3 separate regions of the Mus musculus genome follow, and all the other regions are linked to region 2. A link is a contact called in public Hi-C and HiChIP or PLAC-seq data. All regions are on one chromosome and are shown on one strand. Each heading gives the region's core, a stretch centred on a gene start, on an enhancer-like site or on the middle of the called end of the contact. The rest is flanking DNA. Distances are from core to core; before and after follow the strand shown.

Region 1 (3,697 bases), core at 724-3,223, 250 kb after region 2:
ACTACCGTTATCTGATACACAACCATTTCACATACACGCTCTTGCACACACACAAACACTCATACACAATACACACATGCATACACTCACACACAATGCACACATATACCACACATATGCCCTCACATACAACACACACATATACACGCTCTTCCAAGACACACACACACAATAGCACATACCACATATGCACCCTCACATACAACACACACACACTCTCCACAACACACACACTCTCCTACACAATATAGGTCACACATACACACACCCTAAACTATACACACACTCACTCATACACCATATGACATAAATATAATTTAATACCCCAAACACAAAAATCAATATCTTTGGGGAGGTAAACTCTGGCACTGACCATTTTAAATGCCACCCACACCCCAGATGATTCTATTACACAGTAGAGCATTCTCAGATCCAGGGCAATATGCTAATGGCCCAATGACCCATCTTCTGAGGTCAAGTAGCTGGCAGTATGTAACTGGCTCCATTACAGACCTGCTAGCTGCATCACTTGTATGAGTCAACGTATCCCTGTGTTCCTCCATCGCAACTCTGCAAAGCAGTGGGGATGAAGTAAAGGCAGCCACTCTCCAGATCAATGTGAGGCATAAAGACAGAAATACCTGTGAAATATGCAAGGCAGACTGGCATACAGCACATGCCTCATGCAATCTGGGTCCACTTATCAGTCCTTGTAGTGGGATGAGGGGGTATCGCTTCTTGGCAATGTATTTGCATACTCTGGGAGAATCCCTGGTTATATCACCAGCACCAAAATCCAACCAAACAACAACAACAAAACCAAGCAGTGATCAATCCTATAATTCAAGATCAGTCACCTGGTTCAGGCAACAACTACCCGGACACGGCTTCCCACTAAAGACACAAGAAGTGTCACACAAAGACAAATACATATGGGTGCACACACATACAAGTACACACATAGAAGTACACAAGAACTGGAGCCACTGTTGGGACACAAGGCTGTTTTCCCATTGACAGCTCTCTGAAAAATCTCCTGACCTTGATCAGTCTCTGGTCCCCACCAGGAGTTACAGCTAAGGACACCTAGGAGTTCCGGCCTCTCAAAAACACTCTTCTGGGCGGGCCTCTGCTAAGAAGCCCTGAGTGACCTGGACAGAAACCCTGAGTGTCCTTGCAAAAGCCTAAGTGTTTCTCCTGCCCTCTCCCAGGTGAGTCTGGTGTGGGAGGGACCCTGGCAGTCTTCCAAGCCTTTGGTGGCCTCTCCTGTCCCCCTGTGTGTGGAAACCCAAAGGGCTGGCCAAATCAGGATTGGTTTTTCTCCCCCTCAGTTTGCTAAACCCAGCTCGGGATAAACGTCCTCCCTAGCTCAATGCGCTCCGCACCTGTCAGTGTTTGTTTTTAACTGACAGTGTTGATTTAGCGTTAGGCCCAGTGGGGGATGTGGTTACAGGCTATGGGGAGGATTCGGAGTTGCTGTGTGTACAAGAGAAAATGCCAAGTTAGGTAATGAAAACTGAACGGCCCCGGTGCTCCCGCTTATAAATACCTATCAAAATCAGGAAAAGTACAACAAAACCAACACAAAGCATGTCCCTTTCTGAAGCATGTTCCCTCCTCTTAACCCTCTAGAAGAGCAGGAGGACAGACTGGAATCTCTAAAAAGCTCAGGTACTGGGACGTCTGTTCCATTCATATTTCCAACGCTCCTGTGCCTCTGTTCCCTCTTCTGTTCCCAGTTCTCCCTAATTCCCAGCGGGAAGGATTGGAAGGGACTGTTGGCTTTGCACCTGTCTGGTACCCCAACCCTAAAGAGTAGTCCCTTTTTATTGCTGAGTGAAAACCATGCACCCCACTGGGGAAACACTGAGAGAGAAGGCGTGGGAGAGCAAGCTGGACACAGCCCTGGGAGCACGTACGGAGACAAGCGTAAGCAAGCGGGTTGTAAACACAAGTCAGGATCCAGAGTCTTCATAAAGGAGGAGACTCTGGAACTGAGTGTTGAGTAATGAACTGGGGTTTGCCAAGGGCAGATGGGGATATGCAGAGTTCTGCAGGCAGAAGGAAGGGAGGCAACACAGGCTGGGTTAAAATGCAACAGGGAGTGTCCAGAGAGGATCCAGGGGGAGCTCTCCAGGAAGAGCCTCCAGGGAACCTAGACTGTAAGGAAAGGCAGGTGCCCTCTCTCTCTTTCTTGGTCTAGTCTCTGTCTCTGACTCTTTGTGTCTCTGTCTCCCTCTTGTCTGTCTCTCTGTATGTATGTATAAAAGAGACGAAGTCAATGTCAGTAGATAGACTGACATTGCATATTAACCATGTGACGTGAGTAGAAATGCAAAGGAGTTTTGAGATCACCCTGCAAACACGCAAAGAGTAAGTGCTATTAGGTACTTGGTGCCATCAGGTACTTGGTGCTATGGTTACTTGGCCCTATCGGGTACATGGTATTGTGAATATTTGCTGCTATCAGGTACTTGGTGCTGTGGGTATTTGGTGCTATCAAGTGCTATCAGGTACTTGGTCCTATGGGGTACTTGGTGCTATCGGTACTTGATGCTGTGGGTACTTGGTGCTATCAGGTTCTTGGTGCTGTGGGTACTTAGTGCTATCAGATACTTGGTGCTGTGGGTATTTGGTGCTATCAAGAAAATCTCATCCAGAATAGAGATATATGGAAATGATTAGGAGACTTCACTTGTCCTTTACATTGTTAGAAAACCTATGTGTGAGTGAATGGTCCTGATTCCTGGCTTGCTGCTTATGACAGTCCTTGGGGCTTCAAGTCCTGCATTTCCAGGCTTCTGGCTTTGACTTGCTGGCTTATTGTTAGAACTCCCTCCATTTGGACACTGCACATGGGTAGGCTGTCCACTGGAAAGCTCTCCAAGTTAGTTCGCACTGTCCTTTTAGCTTTACTAACACTCTTCTCTCCAATTATGACTTTTTCCTTTGCCTTTCCTCGCTGCCTTTGATCCTCATCTGGCAAGCAAAGTTTATATCATGAATATTTTATAACTCTGCAGTTCCAGCATAGACAAGGCCATTAATAGCCGAGTGACTTAAAAGATTGCCCCCCCAACACCCCATACTTAGTCCATGACTGGCACAGAGCAGGCGGGCAATCAGTAGAATGCACTTTAGCCATCGAAGGAGATTGGCCATAGGTCACTTAGTCTTTAATGGTCAGGAGTAGGTCTATCTTGTTTTTCCAGAACTTTCCCCATTTTCCACAATGAGGAATTGAAGACAGAAAGAGTTCAGCAGAGCAAGGGAACGGTCTTTCCCTTTTGTTATCGAAAGCCTTTGCTCTAGAATAGTAGAAGGGACCATCTGATTTGTACTTCACAGAGAAGGTGGGGTTCCTAATAATTTCAAGATCCAGACACACAGAGATGCTCAGACAGACAGGCACAGATAGGCACAGACTGCACTCACATACATACACGCATACGCACACATACACACATGCATATACACATATAAGTACACACAAAGACAAATACATATGGGTGCACACACATACAAGTACACACACATACACACATAAGAGTACACACACACACACACACATATATATACATATGTAAGTACACACAGAGACACATACGTATGGGTACACACACAGAAGTACACACATATATACACATATGGGTACACATACACACACACATGCACACACATATATACACATACAAGC
Region 2 (4,272 bases), core at 782-3,281:
AGGCGGAAAGGGAAAGAGGCCCACGGAACGGCAGTCCAGAAGCGTCTTGGGCATCACAGACAGTAACCAGGAAGCAAAGTTAAAGGTACATTTGGAAGGGGTTTAGCCAGGAGTACCATAGGGAAGGGCATGGGCATGCTAGCCGAGGAAGGCTTAGAAGTGCCTAGCCACTGAGCCAGTAAGACATGTTAAAGATAAAGCAGTGTGTGTGTGTGTGTGTGTGTGTGTGTGTGTGTGTGTGTGTGTCTTTCATCGGTGGATCCAAAGAGACCCTGGGCGGGTGGCTGGTAGTGCACCTCCCCCAGGAGCTAAAACTACACGCAACAGGTAACTGTTTTTTTTTCTTGTTTTATTTAATTAAAATAGTATCACATTATTTATCCCTATACCTGTCCCCCTTCCAACCCCTTCCATGACCCCCACTCCTTTTTCAAATTCATGGCCTCTTATTTTTAAATTATTATTGTTAGGCACATGTGCATATGAAAATAAGTGTATAGATGCAACCTGCTAGGTCCATTTAGTGTTGGTTATAAAGATATATATGAGATAGATAGTTAAATTATAGATAGATTATAGATAGATAGATAGATAGATAGATAGATAGATAGATAGATAGATAGGACAGATAGGTAGATGATAGATAGTTGATTGATGGATAGATAAGATAGACAAAAAGATAGATATAGATAAAAAAGAGATATATAGATTAGATATAGATATAATGTGTGTGTGTGTGTGTGTGTGTGTGTGTGCGTGTGTGTGTGTGTGTGCGCGCGCGCGCGCGCGCATTTTAAGGCTGAACATTTGAGTTTGGATAACTATTTAGGGAGTTTATTTGTGGTGAATGCTAGTTCTCTCTCTCTTAACAGTTTTTATTGCCTTTAGCTCTTCATCTTGACCAATGGTCCTCAACTTAAGGGCTTCAACTTTCCTTTGGGCTTTGAACAACCCTTGCACAGGGGTCAAATACCACATATCCTGCACATCAGATATTTACATTACAAGTCATAACAGCAGCAAAACTACCATTAGGAAGTAGCAACGAAAATGGTTTTATGGCCGGGGGTCACCTCAACATAAGGAACTGTATTAAAGGATCGCAGCGTTAAGAAGGTTCAGAAACACTGATTTGCTGGCAGGGATTCTTGCTGGTCCCCACCCACACTGGCATTGGCTTGCATACTGATGCTGCTAGGCAGATCTGCATATCTGGGATTCCACTGTACACTGGTAGGCATGGCGTTTATATATTGCTGGGGATCCAAACTCATCCCATAGTGTGTATGCAATGCAAACACATCACAAAACAATCTCCCCAGCGCCCATGTGATGCAGTCTTATTCTTAACATTCACGACACTCTCTCCTTACTAGATAGATACCTTCAGTAATATTCGAAAGAGCCCTGATGAGGCCGGGGCAATCGTGGTATTTTGTTCACTATGGTGGTTCAGAAACATCAAAACAGCCAGCACCTTCAGTTAAAATTACCAGTCAAGAGAATGGCCTAATTTTAGTTCGTCTGAACAAAGCAACAGAAAGAACTGGGGTTCCAGAAACCAGAGAGAAGACTCTCCCAGAATCCAGAGGGAGATGAACAGCACCTTGGTATCCGTGGCTTCATCACCAAGGAGAGGAGTTACTGCTGACGAACTCCTCTGGGTACACAGCTATGCAGAGACAGAAAACGGAAGCTGAACCGTTGAGGCCCTCATTAGATTGTAGGAGCCACAGAGCTCCTGACTCTAGACTTCATCTCCTATGAGGCCATAAATGTCCTCACTGTTCAACTAGCTGCAAGTTGTGAAAAACACACTAATCAATATCGGCATAGCCCCTAAGTCCTCCTCAGACCGGGGAGGGGGAATGGACCACTCCTAATAAATAACCTCCCTCCTGTGAAGGGGGCCTTAGAGTGTACCCTCTCTATGGGTGAGGGGGACAAAGGCCAGGACGCTTGAGTAACTCACATGAGGTGACGCTGATAGTACTTGATAAGGTTGGAATTTGTACCAGGGAGGGTGTGTGTTTTCCTGTACACACAGGGCAAACTTCAGCCAGTCGTGTCAGGTGCACAGATCACGGTCCAGTCTTAAGCAGAATCTAGGCAAGGGCCTTTTAAGGATAACAGATAGTAAACAGTCTGCACTCAGAAGCGAATGCCTTTCAAAACAGAGTGCCTGTCACAACAAGGAACTTGTGGCCTGCCTAGGGGAAGCCCCTTGTGTGCCTAGGCTGCCACAGCAGTCGTAAAAGGCTGTGTGATTCAGAGACTAATCCCAGGCATATTGAACTCAGGATAAGAACTCAAAACATGACTCTCAAAGTCTATCAGCTAAGGTTATGTGAGGCGACTGACAGCCCTGCCTGCCCTGCTCAGGCCTGGATCTGTTATCAGCCGGTAGCACAGAAGTTCAACTCAAACAGCTAGAAAAACAGAATGTGGTCAAATAAATAAACAGGAGGAGGGAATCTACCGCTACAGGGAACAAGATCTCTGTGATGGCAACATGACTCCCACAACATGCTTTATGTAAAAGAATCTGCTCTCTCTTATCCATGTCCTAAGAAGTTACAGAATCTCTCTTTTCCTTAAATAGGTTGCCATTCTGCTGTAAACTCTTACTGAGAATTTTGCATTTACAACAGAAAATAAATGATTGGGATATGTGAGGACATTTCCCAATCTCTACCTCTAGCAGAGCTCATACTGGTGCTGATATTGGACACTGAGCTATTCTCGATGTGACCCTCCCATGCTTTTCCCTTGGATAGGGATATAAACAATCATGTGGCCACATTCAGGCCCTTGTCTGCTTCTCTCCCCCCATCCCCCACCCCAATGGTCTTAGCTTTCATTTCTAACCCTTTTTGTGTTAGGAAAAAAGCCATTCTCGCTGCTGTGTGTAAGGGAGGTTGGCTGATGGTTATGTACTTGTTAATATGAAGGAGATTGGTCTCACCTTTGCTTCACATATGAGCAGGAGTTCAAGGTCTGCTGCTAACTAGCTGGCCGTTATTGCAGGTGAACTTTGGAACTAGTGTTTAGCACCTAGAAAAATCCGAGAATAGTGTCAGCCTCATGGTGTTAAGAGGCGCACATGAATCAGATAAGATGCGGAATGTAAACACGTATTTTTACAGTTCTAATTCTTGTTCATGCTACTGAAGTATCCCACCCAGAGTTCATTGCAAAGGAAGAGATCCTTGACACACGTCATTTCTTTGCCTCAGCTTCTTCTTGCAGGGGATGAATGAAGCTTGCTATCCAGAACCTGTCTCCTATATGAAGAATATTCTCTGATAATTATTTTTCTAATGGACATGAGCTGCATTTTTCAAAGTGTACCCCACACACACATGCACACACACACACACACACACACACACACACACACACATACACACACATGCACACATGCACAGAGAGAGAGTGAGAGGGAGGGGGAGAGGGGGAGAGGAAGGGGCAGGGAGAAGAAGAAGAAGAAGAAGAAGAAGAAGAGAAGAAGAAGAAGAAGAGGAGGAGGAGGAAGAAGAGGAGGAAGAGGAATAAGAGGAAGAAAGAGGAAGAGGAAGAAGAATTATTTCTATGTTCGGGGGAAATGAGTGAAAAATTCTTTGGCGGAATATTTTCAGAGCATCTTTCCCAGCTCTTGAAGATTCTGCTATTCATGGCAGACTGGCAGCTTCGGAAAGTCTCACTCTAAAGAATTGCTTTAAATTTAGCTTTTCAGAAACCAGTTTGACCGCAGATTCCTTTTTCTATAGATAATTGCTAGGCCAGTCCTATGCTCCATGGAATATGTGCTGGGAAATTTTAGATTAGGGCTGAAGGCTAGAAACACGAAGTAAGTGTGACAGAAAAGTACACTGAGGAGACAGGCTGTGGGGGTGACACTCTTCTGTGTAGAATCAGGAGAATAAGGGTTGAGGACTATGTCACTGAGGGTGTGACATTGAGAAGAATATGTCCCCTCTCAGCCACAATGGGGAAGTGTGAAGGAAGGAGATGGATGAAGAAGGCAGAAGAAAGCCATCTGTGATGACATCGGCACTCAGCAGACAGTGACTTGAGAGCTGAAGAGACAGATGGATGTCCCGGCGTCACGGAAGAAGGAGAACAACATGAAGAAGAGCAAAATAAAGGATACTGGGCTAGACGTGGCGAAAGAAGACACTTCTGAAGATTCCACGGGTGGGAAAGATTCCAGACTGCTCTGCCACAGAGCTGCCTGGTCTTCAAAATCCTGGTACCATCAGCAATTCACAA
Region 3 (4,142 bases), core at 349-2,848, 220 kb after region 2:
CCCTTCTGAAGACAAAGTTGCAAGGTGGGTTTATGAGGGACAGTGTTTAGACTGAGGAATGAGACTGAAGAGCCAGAAAACCAATGTTAGACATCGTTTTGGCCTTAAAGGAAGTACAACCAATTTATTTACTGTCCTTGGCGAGATGTCTTTTGGAACACATATAATGTTCTGTGAGCGACTTGGCCTTTGTCAGTGGGATCTGAAGTTCCCTGCTTCTTAACAGAAAACGCACACCAGCGCCTGAGATGTAGGCTTTGGTTTTGTTTGTTTTTCGTTTGTTCTGCCCAGCTGTCCTTCCATGCCATAATCTTTCTATCAGGACTCATCGCCGTGGAGTGAGCTTTCCCAGTGTGTGCTTTATCTGTGGTTACAAGAAAAACCAGATTGAAGAAGGTGCCCAGGCCTCAACCATCAGACATCACTGGTCCACCCACCACACACCCAGCTTTACAGCTCAGGTACTTTTTAACCCGGTGCCAAGGAAACACCTGGTAGCAAATACGGTCAGCAATCGTTTACTATGCTTAAACTGGACTAGGGGCTAGAAGACAGTGGGGGCAAAGCCACTCCCTGACTTTAAAATCACACAGCTTAGTGGGGAATCCCAATAAGCAGACTGACTAAAGTTCCTGAGAGAAGATTAGCAATACCATCACCAGATGGGAAATTGGACCAGCAAATAGCCAAGCACGTCAGAGAAGTGTGTGTTTCATGGAACTAAGAATCTAGAACAATGCTGTCTGTGTAAGGCGAACAGGGAGAAATGGAGTTAAGAAGGGGGAGGGGGTGACTCCACAGGTCTCAGAGAAGGAACGTGTGGTGCATCTATGGAATTCAGAAACACCAAGAAGCAAGCATCTCTACCATGTTTCTGTAAGAAGCTCCACCCTCCTTCAAGGCTGAGAAGCACAAACCATCTGCTGAAGAAGCTGTCTTAGCATGGAGGGACACCAGACCTCTATTCTGCCTGGGAAGAAATGGGCTAATGACGGAGAATGCAAGGGTGTGTTTGTTTCCCCAAAGCTCCTGGCCTGACTGACTGCTCTAAAAAAGTGTTTCATTGAGTAGTGGTCAGCTGAGAGCTGCCCAGAGCCCTCTGTCAACCATGGATGTTCAGGGGAGCAGAGTGGGAAGGGTGAGGAGCTGGGGACTTCAGGGCCCTGATCCCTGAGGTCCTGCACCCACCCCACTCTCCTAGCCAGGAGAAAGACCAGTGAGTCTTTCAGGTGAGTGAGTCAGATGAGAGAAGAAAACCAAACCAGTTTGCTTCGTTTTGAGTTGCACCTGAGTCACAAGGCTGCTGTCAAACAAGGCTTTCCAAAGATAGCTCGGAAGATCATTGCCGAGAAAGATGGAAGGAGCCTCGGGAGTCCCCTGCTGTTCTCTGCACCCTGGTACGAGCTGCTACTTTGTTGCCACTTTGGAAACAGCAGACAGGTTCAGGGATGGCTGGGAAGAAAGGCTCCTTCTGGTAAAATGGCCCTCCTTGGCACCAAGACAGAGCACATGTTTGCCTTTCTGTTGAGTAAGAACGCTTTGTCATACTAGTAAGGACTCTTCTGTTTAAACTGGAAATACAGTGATGACTCAGCATCCTCTGGTGCATGGTCCCGAGACCTTGAGAGACTACCAGGCTCTCTAGATGCTCAATCCTCTATGCAAATGGTGCAGTGCTTGCAAATAGCTCATCATCATGTAGACTTGTGGGTTCCGGTCATGGTCACTGCTTTACATTATTATGGGAAAATTATGATGAAAAAAAGCCTGTGTGTGCTCACTACGGATGCACTGTCCCTTGAAACATATCAGTCCACACTGGGCTACTGCACGGATGAGGACATACAGGCCCAGCTACCCTGTATAGCTGTACCCAATGAATGCTATTCAGTCTGATCTTAGTGGCAGCAGTGGCAGCAACGCTCCTTCATACCTGCCCCAGTGTTCTGGGTTCCCAAATTAAATATGCACACTTTATATTCTGATATGCCTAAAACAACTAAATGGCTGAGCCATTTCCTAACCTCCACATGGCTAATCCACCCCTCTCTGATATCCCCATTTTATTACTTACTAAAATCTATATTCCATCTTTGCTGCCCTGGGCCCAGTCATGTAGCCCTCTTGAACTGTGTTCCCCTGGGTCCTACAGGGCGGCCATGTTCTCTGACCCGCTCCTCTCTGGTGTGGGATCTTGGTTCTCCTTCTTTCGACACCTCGGATCTCCCTCCTTCCTCCTCCCTCCTCCCTCCTCCCTTGGTCCCTTGCCCAGAGAATCCTAGAAGTCCCACCTCTGCCTCTCTGCCTGACCATTGGCTATCGCCATCTTTATTTACTAATGAGAACCTACTGTGGGCAGTCCCTCAGTGTCTTCCGTTCATGGGAGACACTGAAAACAGGTTTTGGGGGGAACATAACTAGCATGAGCATAGAAGCAGCTCCAACCCTGCCCACCCTTTGTTCCTGCCTCTTGATTGGCTTCGTTTATGGTCTTACTGAAGACTCTGCCTTTTCTATATCAGCTGTACTAGACTGGACCCTTATCGTCTCCACCTTTTGTTTTATGCCTTTTGATGGAGACTTACAGGGGAAGGAGGCATGGCTCAGTGGCAAAGAATTTGCCTGGCATAGGTGAGCCTTCACGTTTCCCCCATGTTCTGGCCCCAGCAGTTTTCCCTCCCTACCACACATAAAAAAAAAAAAAAAAAAAAAAAGTTAACAAATAAATCATGCTGTGGAAAACAAGAGAACCCTTCATAAGCAATGTTACAAAATGAATCATTGTCTATATTATTTCCAATTATTTATCACTAATCCGTTGTAAGCCATTTCTATATGACTTGAGGTAATCTATAATATTATCTTCCCCAGCTTTCCCAGGACCATTTGTTGTCTTGCCCATCCCTTGAATAATCTGAAAGGTATCTTTATCGTATGCTAAATATTTTATACTCTTGGGTGTGGTCGATTATGTTACCACACCCTCGCTAAGTATTTCAGAACCCCTCCCTGTGGAAGCGGTCCGGCAGGGATTAAACATCTGTTAGCCTGGGGTGTGGCCACTTGGCCGGTGGTGGTCAGCGAAACCCCATCAGGAATGACAAACATCTCCTATAAACAGATGCTTCAGGGGCGCAAGTGGCTCACCCTGCTTCCTGTCCCTCTGGAACACCATTACAAATCTGATGGAAGTTACTCCGTCAGCCTGGGCACCCGGATGAAAGTAGAATGGAAGAAAAGTCAACTGCCCCACAAAGGATACACAGTTTGAACAAAAATCCTCCTGGCTTATCAGCTCAGAAGGCTTTGTTTTCACAGGAAAGCCCATAAAAACCTAATCTGTCTTGACTATGTTTCTGTCCTTTCTTGAGTAGGAACAAGGGGCTTAATTTAATTTTTGTGTTTTGGTTCCTGGGGATTGAACCTAACAAGTTAGATCCCTCATCCTTCATTTTTATTTTGAGATGGGGGTTCACTGAATTGGCCAAGCTGGCCCAGGCAAGGCTTAAATTTGAAATCCTCCTGCCTCAGCCTCAAGAGCTGCTGGGATCGTAGGCCTAGAGCACCAGGCTGGCCTTCATGAGCCTTATTCTTGCTTAATAATCATACCCACCTGAAATCAAAAGTAGCTGCAAGCCCCTGCTTGTCAAAACAAGACCAGAAGTGATCCAAAAACGTCGCCACAAACGGTTTCTATGCTTCGTGTTTTTCTTTCTTCATCCAGCATTTTGGAATGCAGGGAGCAAGCCACGGGGGCTGGAAAGGAAGGACAAACCCTGGCAAGAGGCTGCAGGACAGCACTTAAAATTGTGTAACAACACCACTTGGGGGATTCTAGTGTTATCTTTTGCCCCACCAGGACAAGAGCCTTAACTGCAGACTGAGTTCACGGAGCTGACTGTGAGGCCATTCTATCTGTGATGTTCACACCTGCCATCCCTCTGTGTGGGCCTGACTTAAAGCTCCACAGTACATTTATTAAAATAATTCTGCCTCTGTCTGGAAGTGACTTGTTCATGCCCAAGAGGACAAGAAGAAATCCGTAATCTAGAATATCAGACAGATGTCTTGGAGGTCCAGGAAAAATCTACAAGATCATGTCTTCCCAGCTTTGAGATTACCTTCATGACCTCGCATGTAGT

Evidence for each region. Hi-C and Micro-C count contacts between places; a contact is called where the count stands out from the background. HiChIP or PLAC-seq counts read pairs in DNA pulled down with a chosen protein or histone mark.
Region 1: a Hi-C map of liver shows a contact between it and region 2, with 2.2 times the contacts expected there. The contact joins two enhancer-like sites. A contact is called at or near these places in 2 of 484 Hi-C or Micro-C datasets (both in liver) and 3 of 115 datasets of contacts at active chromatin or transcription factors (memory CD8 T cells, pancreatic cancer cells and regulatory T cells).
Region 3: an HNF4G HiChIP or PLAC-seq map of pancreatic cancer cells shows a contact between it and region 2. The contact joins two enhancer-like sites. A contact is called at or near these places in 1 of 15 datasets of contacts at CTCF or cohesin (large pre-B cells), 1 of 484 Hi-C or Micro-C datasets (myocytes) and 1 of 115 datasets of contacts at active chromatin or transcription factors (pancreatic cancer cells).

The regions. Positions count from the first base shown.
Region 1 is chr10:119,009,763-119,013,459 of GRCm38.p6, forward strand. No RefSeq gene overlaps it. Among named protein-coding and RNA genes, the nearest start is that of Gm33624, 4.4 kb to the left of the region's middle. Within about 2 kb of position 1,974, at least 64 of the 459 cell types and tissues checked have an H3K27ac peak or open chromatin away from gene starts, as enhancers often do. A contact at or near this core is called in liver, memory CD8 T cells and regulatory T cells, where this site is marked.
Region 2 is chr10:118,764,005-118,768,276 of GRCm38.p6, forward strand. The region is part of intron 1 of Gm33439 (a long non-coding RNA gene); the gene reads left to right. Among named protein-coding and RNA genes, the nearest start is that of Gm33439, 19 kb to the left of the region's middle. Within about 2 kb of position 2,032, at least 122 of the 459 cell types and tissues checked have an H3K27ac peak or open chromatin away from gene starts, as enhancers often do. A contact at or near this core is called in liver, memory CD8 T cells, pancreatic cancer cells and 1 more, where this site is marked.
Region 3 is chr10:118,986,938-118,991,079 of GRCm38.p6, forward strand. Gm33624 (a long non-coding RNA gene) reads right to left here. Exons shown (of 4, transcript XR_872094.1): 3 at 3,614-3,756; 4 at 1-364. Among named protein-coding and RNA genes, the nearest start is that of Gm33624, 18 kb to the right of the region's middle. Within about 2 kb of position 1,599, at least 26 of the 459 cell types and tissues checked have an H3K27ac peak or open chromatin away from gene starts, as enhancers often do. A contact at or near this core is called in pancreatic cancer cells, where this site is marked.